Regions from separate parts of the Oryctolagus cuniculus genome. Here region 2 is linked to region 1. The links are chromatin contacts, called in public Micro-C maps. All regions are on one chromosome and are shown on one strand. The core of a region is the stretch at or near the end of the contact, and the rest is flanking DNA. Distances in the headings are between cores, read along the strand shown. Region 1 holds the start of RASSF3 (Ras association domain family member 3). Region 2 overlaps RASSF3 (Ras association domain family member 3).

Region 1 (3,391 bases), core at 619-3,118:
ACCAAAACAAAATGCTATCAGAAAAATACAGAAATATTAGTATGCTGCCTTTAGGAAATAAAATGCCAACTCTTCCTTGCTTTATTTGTGTTTTTTGCTTTTTGTTGCTTAAGAGCAGTACTTTTTCTTCGTGATTCAGTCCTGCTTTTTTTCTATAACTGATTCTGATGGTGTGCTCATGGATATAAAAATTAATTCAGTCCTTTGGAACTTAAAAATCATGTGATAAAAGTCATTTTTTATGGTGTGGTGGTGGATAAAGCACTTTAGTGTCTTTTTCCCTTTAATATCTTCTCCGGAAGTATGCCGAAACTTTAAAATAGTTTGTTCTGGGTGAACTGATTTCCCTTTTCTATCTACAGTAAAACAAGTTATTTAAATCCTTTAATACACACATTAGTTCTAAATTAGCGAGGACTGTGTTAATGAATGGTAGCATTTGAATCATGAAATAATGGAAATCAAATTGAAAACACTCTTTGCAGTAAGCAAATCATCCCATCCCCTTACACTGGGTTACGTGTACAGCACACACAGGGCAAAGCACCCCGCGGTTAGAATTGCTGGTTTCTAATCATTCGGTAGCTGGCTGGTGGCCTTTAAAGCTGCAAAATGTTTACAATAGGCTGTGGTCTAAGTCCACCTTCTGGAGTTGCGAATCATTTTGCAAGCTGGACGCCTAAGCCTGAAGCGAGAGACTTCGGCAAGGCTTCTTTCTGCCTGGGTATAGGATGGCACATGCGCCATTCTCCGTGTCTCCTCGGGTCCCACTGTGCCTCCCAGTGCTCTGCAGAGACCTGGCTGAGAGCCCAGGAGGATATGTGAACAGAGCAGCCCACCCAGAGCGGTCCCAGCAGTGCCACCAGCTCCCCACCCTCCTCTCTCCAAGCCTCAAGGGCGATGCTACAACAGCACTAAGCACCTTACGGAGTAGTTTGGTCGAAGAAAGGAGATCCTGCGAGAAGGTCTGGCTATAAAGGGAGAACGCTTTGTCCTGTTTAGCCCCTCTCTTCCCCTCCTTAGGCAAGCTCTGCTTAGTACAGCAGTGCTGCAGCTTCAGAAACACCAAAGTGCAAAAGACTGGTGGTGCTCTGGCAGCCTGAGGAAAAAAAAAAAAAACACCAAAAACCCTTGCATTTAAAAAGTGGATTAGCTGAGGGGAAGGACTTTATAAACTATGGAAACTTTTTTCTTTTCGTGCTTGGCGAACAAAACTCCCTGATCACTTTACCCCCACCATTTAAACCAGGCCTTCCGAGGAAGGGGACATTTACAAAGCACGTTTAACTAAAGGAACTCGAGTGCTTACTATGGAACTAGTCCAGTCCCCTGGGCACCCAGCGGGCTCTAAGCTCATGGCGATCTCGGCCGTCGTCCTGTGGGAATGGCCCTTGCTAGAGAGAAGGGGGTCATGGTGAGACCCAAAAGCTGGGGAGTGCCCAGAAAGCACGTTTTCATCCCCTCCTGTCCCTTGTCCGCTCACTGCCGGGGTCGAGGGCCTGGCGCTGTGGCTGCTGCAGGGCGTCCGCGAGGATCGGGTTCCTCCCCTAGGCCGGGCAACCCTTCCACCCCGCGGCCCCGCAGCAGGACCCCGGACCGCGGAGAAAGCCCCCTGCTCTGCCCCCCACCCCGAAACTGCCGCGAGCCGAGAGGAGGGCGGGCGGAGGCCTCTGCGGTTTCCGGGAGGCCGGGGTGGCGCCCCGCAGCCCAGCTCCGAAGGGGGCTTTCCGGGTTCCACGCGCCCGGAGGTGGCGGGCCGGGCCCCTCCCACCTGCGGCCGCGCGGGGCGGGGCCCGGCCGGGACAGCCCCCGGCAGGGCGGGGCCTCAGGAGGCGGGGCCGCGCCGGGAGCCGGGCGGGCAGGCGGCGGCGGGAGGGGCCCGGACGGCTGGCTGGCTGGTGGAGCGGCGGCCGCAGCTGCAGCAGGACGGCCCGCCGGCGGCTCGGGGCCGCGCGCCGGGAACCTCGCGGGGCGGGCGGGCGCGGCACCCGCTGCGTGGCCGCCTGCGCCCCGGGACCAGCAGCATGAGCAGCGGCTACAGCAGCCTGGAGGAGGACGCCGAGGACTTCTTCTTCACCGCCAGGACCTCCTTCTTCCGGAGAGCGCCGCAGGGCAAGCCCCGCGCGGGCCAGCAAGTGAGTGGCTTGCGCGGCGGGCGCTGCAGACGGCGCCCCCAGCTCCTACTCCACGTGTCTCCGGCGGGGCGCGCGGCGGATGCTCGCCGGGAAGGAGGGGGGGTGGCGAAGACGCGGCCCCTGCTTTGGGGGGGGCGAGGGTCTCGGGGTCATGCTGGGAGCCTGTGCTGCCTGTGGGCGTGGGTCGCCCGAGGCCGGGGCAGGATAAGGAAGCGGGCGAGGCCGAGGGCCGGCTGCTGCTGCCGCCGCCTTCCGCGCCAGATGGCCCCGCCTGGGGTTCCGAGAGCCGGGAGGGGTCCCCCTTCGCGCCCCGGCCGGGTCAGCGGTCCGGTCCCCTCGCAGAGGCTCCCTGATGGTCCGCCCCGTGGCCTGTGCCCTCCCCCCCCGGGTGGCTTGGGAGAACCTTGTGGTCGCCTGAGGTGGCCGCGGTGACCTGGCCCCCGCCTCCTCCGGGTCGGGGCACGCTGGTGGGGGAGGGGGCCAGGGCCTGAGGGCGCCGGCCCGCTGTCGGTTGCGGGATTGGAGGGTGTGCGTTTCCTGTAAAGTCAAGTTTATAGGTGTCTCGACTGTTTGGCAAACAAACTGTGGCGCTAGGTAAATCGTCGAGGGCACGGCGAAGCTTTTGGCCGGTTTCTTCCTTTTTTGGAGGAAGCGCGCCGTGGGAAGCCTGACTTGGGAAGCGAGGGGAGGGGAACTTGTGCCAGTTTGGCCGCCGTGTGCGCGGGAGGCCTTCCCGCAGCGGGGCGCTTCGGCGGGACCTGGCCAGTGTGGCGCTCCGATCCGCCTTTGCTGCTCTTGGTCGACTGGGTAGAAGCAGGAAAAATTGCTCAGGGGCCCGAGGATGAGGTAGGTGTGTGTGTGTGTGTGTGTGTGTGTGTGTGTGTGTGTGTGTGTGTGTGTGTGTGTGTGTGTGTGTGTTGGTGGGGGTGGAGTAGGGCGAGGGGATGGGGGGGGTAGTCCTGGCCAGACTTTTAAAAGTTTATTTAACGACTTTGTGAGGTCAGATTTCCTTCCAAGATCGGGAAGTTCTAGTCTTTGCGGCGGCTTAAATGCCAGATCCGAAGCCGGAGGGGAGGAGAGAGGGGCTCGGGGGAGGGCCAGCGTGCAGCCGAGTGCCCTGAGTGCCCTCATTCAGCGGCGACACTTAATCCCGGGGCGCCCTTGTCGCCTGTCCCGCGTCTATTGTTCCTCCCTGGACGCTGAGTGACCTCTTTTCACTAGGGCGCGTGCTACTGACACGAGTTTGGAAGTCAGAA
Region 2 (3,391 bases), core at 268-2,767, 69 kb after region 1:
TTTGCTCTTCTGTTCCATGTTTCTCACTTTACAAAAATTATTTTTTAATTTATTTATTTGTTTTTAAATATTTATTTATTTATTTGAAAATCAGAGTTAGAACTTCTATCCACTGGTTCACTCCCCAGATGACTTCAACACCAGGGCTGGGCCAGGCTGAAGCCAGGAGCCAGAAGCTTCATCCTGGTCTCCCACGTGGGTGCAGGGGCCCAAACACCTGGGCCATCATCTGCTGCTTTCCCAGGCCACCCTCAGGGAGCTGGATCAGAAGTGGAGCAGTCGGGATTCCAGCCGGCGCCCATATGGGATGCTGGCAGTGCAGGCGGCGGCTTTACCCGCTGTGTTACAGCATCAGCAGCCCCTTGCTTGAGTCCTGACTCCGAGTTCAGTACCTGGCAGGATTTTGTGTGTGTGTTGTTTCACAGTGGGAAGCCTTCAGCCTTCCAGAGCTGCAGAACTTCTTGCGCATGCTGGACAAAGAAGAAGACGAGCAGCTGCAGAGCCTGAGGCGGCGCTACTCTGCCTACAGACACAAGCTGGAAGAGGCCCTGGGCGAGGGCTGGAAGCCCGGGTAGAGCGGCCGGCTCCCTGCCAGGAAGGCACGCGGCGGGACCCACGCACCCAAGTGCCTCGCTTTGCAGAGGGCTGTGTGCTCGCCCTGGGACGCTAGGGTCTTCCCCCTTTTCTCTCTAGATCTAGTTCCTACGACCTGGTCACGCAGCCTCCTGCACCTTTAGCCACTGTGTAAGGGACTCTGCTAGCTTGTTCCATGGCAGCGAGCGGGGGCCCGCAGGCAGCCTTGGCAGGAGCGCCTACAGTGCTTGGAAGCATGAACTCTGGGTTTTTGTGTTCTTATCTTCTTTTAGGTTGTTGTAGTTCTGTGAGGATGATGTTAAGCTTCAGGATGTGCAGATGGCTTTTTCAAAGCTTAACGAGGAATCTCTCAGAATGCTCGTTCTGTGTTGAAACTACCTGTCCATGTCTGGTTTTGTAAGTGTCGAGAGGAAACGATCCATGTGAATTCGAAGGCACGGGAGTCTAGGAACGCCTAGACATCCGTGGAGGAGTTCGACGAAGAACGTTCAGAGCAAGTTTGGAAGAAGGCACGTGTGGAGGCAGAGACGCGGAAGGCCCGGGACACGCTGGGCTGCAGAGTTGGTGGTAGAGGCTTACAGAGTGAAAGGCATTCAGTGTGGAGATACTCAGCCCGTTTTAGGATTGCTTGATTGCCTTGTGGGTTCAATGTGGGAACAGAGCCAAAGAGGTAGGATCTAAGCCAAAGGAGGGAGCCAGGAGCTGTGAGCTGAGCGCAGGATGCGGCCTGGACATAGCGGGGCCTCGCCCAGCCAGGGCTGCGCTCTGGGGAGTGGAAGGTCTGACTGGTTCGGGCCTCGGCCCTTTACTGCCTCCTGTTTTCCCCGCCAAAAGTTGTTTCCAAAGTAAGGGCAGCTGGTTTCCCCTTGACCGTCAGCTGGGAGCAAAGGGCCCTGAGCAAACTTGGGTGACAATCACTCCCTGCCCATTTTCTTCAACCCCTCTCCCCCGCCCAGTCCTTGTCCCCTGTCCTGCCTTTTCTCTTGCCTTCCCGGCCCCACCCCCTTCCTCCATCCTGCCTCTCCTTCTCTTCTCTCTCCTCCTGATTGATTGAAGAGCGAGGGCCACCCCAGCCTTCTCTGTTCTACGCAAGGAGGGAGAAAAGGCCCCCGCCCCCGCTGACCTCACCGCAGGCGTTTGTCCGGCTGTAATGTAACGAAGGCGCCCGTTCCTTCCAACCAAAGAGATGCTTGTGCAATAGAAGCCTTCCTTAAAACAGGCGGCGTGACCTCATTTTACGCAGCAGCGTGTATCTGCAAGCGGGGAAGGACGTGCTGTGGTTTCAGAGGGGCCTTATGTCGTAGCTTTATCTAGAGTTTTTTTTTGTCTTGTTTTATAAATTCCCAAGGAATTGTTAACACTTTGGTGACACCTAATGGATTCCTATTGAAATTCCAAGGTGCTTCAGTTCTTTGCCTCTTCGGTGAACTGTGCCTTGTATTTCTGTCTCCCTGCTTTTCAGAGAATCCCCTTGTTGCTGGAGGCAGATTCCACATTGGTTCTGCTGTGGCACCTGAGTTACTGAGACAATCGTTATCTTCATAAGCTTTTCAGGAAAGTTGGAAAAAAAATAGAAGTAGAACTAGCTATAAAATATGTATGGCACCTCTTGTTTAATTTTGCATGTAACTTCTTAGTGCATTGATGAGGCTTTAGTGACATTGTCATCTGACACTTTATTGTTCAGGGACTGCCTTTGTGAGTTGTGTACTGGTTTTACTGTTCAGACCTTGAGGCTTGAGTATGCTGTCGTCAGCCACCTGGTCTTTTAATTACTCAACCCAGTGAGTTTATATTTGGTGAAGCATTTGTTTCTCAGATTAAGACACTGTTAGAACTTAAGGTAGTAGCTGATGGGTATCTGTGAATTTTTTTTTTTTTTTTACTTGAAGTAGAGATTTGTCTAAAACAGGCATCCTCAATCTGTATTTATCCGGAACCTCGCTCACTGTCATGTGCACTACAAGTTGCGATTTGGAAAACTTAACTGTCTTGGAATCCTGCCAGGTCGTGGTTCTTGAAGACTGATGTTCTCTCCCAACACTGGAAACTGCAGCAGCATTTGTAATGTGTCAAAGAAGGAAAACGGCCCCTACCGCCGAAGACTTGTTACAAATCATTGTGTGATCATCATTAGCGTTTCCAAGCTTTGCCTGATGCTGTTTCTCTTCAGTAGGTGATGGTACAGGGAAGATGTTACACGCAGGGGCGGTGTTGCAGGGCAGCATTGAAATCGCAGAAGTAAAAAAGTTATAATATTTATAATTTTGATGAGTTTATTTTTATAGGGAAGATTTTTCTCCCCTAAAATTATTTCTGGAATGGCAAAATTGTTTCCATTATTAAAAATTGAAGTTGTTAGTTGATGCTTGCTTGTGTGTCTTTATTTATGAGACTATGCTAGACACAAAAAAGGTCCCAGGAATGGGACAAGCGGCTTTTGTAGAATATGGGGTGGTGCCTGCGTGCAGTCACTTTTACAGGGCTGGGTGGGGCACATGGTTCTTCGAAAGGCCCTTTTTCCTTCGCCTTATTCTCTGTAGAAAAGTAACAGCCCACATAGCCCACTCCTAGTTTACTTGCAACAGTTGTTTTCATTGTGAAATATACATAAATCCAACAACATGTTAAAGCATAGCAACAGTGTCCGGAGTTCCGAAAGAGGACGCCCTGCTACCGCTGCCACAGTAGCCCCTCCTCTCTTCACCCCGTTCTGGCTCCAGGGACTCCTGCCGTAGAGATGGGCACTTCCAGCGTCATGTGTGTCTTCCCCAGCTGGGTTGGAGGGGGTTTGGGG

What was found. A called contact is a pair of places that touch in the nucleus more often than the background predicts.
Region 2: a contact with region 1 is called in a Micro-C map of ear pinna, with 13 times the contacts expected there. The contact joins the enhancer-like site here to the promoter of RASSF3 in region 1. A contact is called at or near these places in 3 of 6 Hi-C or Micro-C datasets (ear pinna, embryonic fibroblasts and an unstated tissue).

Annotation. Positions count from the first base shown.
Region 1 is chr11:66,774,736-66,778,126 of mOryCun1.1, forward strand. RASSF3 (Ras association domain family member 3) reads left to right here and starts at 1,869. Exons shown (of 5, transcript XM_051845645.2): 1 at 1,869-2,135. The coding sequence starts at 2,025.
Region 2 is chr11:66,844,579-66,847,969 of mOryCun1.1, forward strand. RASSF3 (Ras association domain family member 3) reads left to right here. Exons shown (of 5, transcript XM_051845645.2): 5 at 426-2,960. The coding sequence ends at 575. Among named protein-coding and RNA genes, the nearest start is that of GNS, 60 kb to the right of the region's middle. Within about 2 kb of position 1,518, at least 1 of the 8 cell types and tissues checked has an H3K27ac peak or open chromatin away from gene starts, as enhancers often do.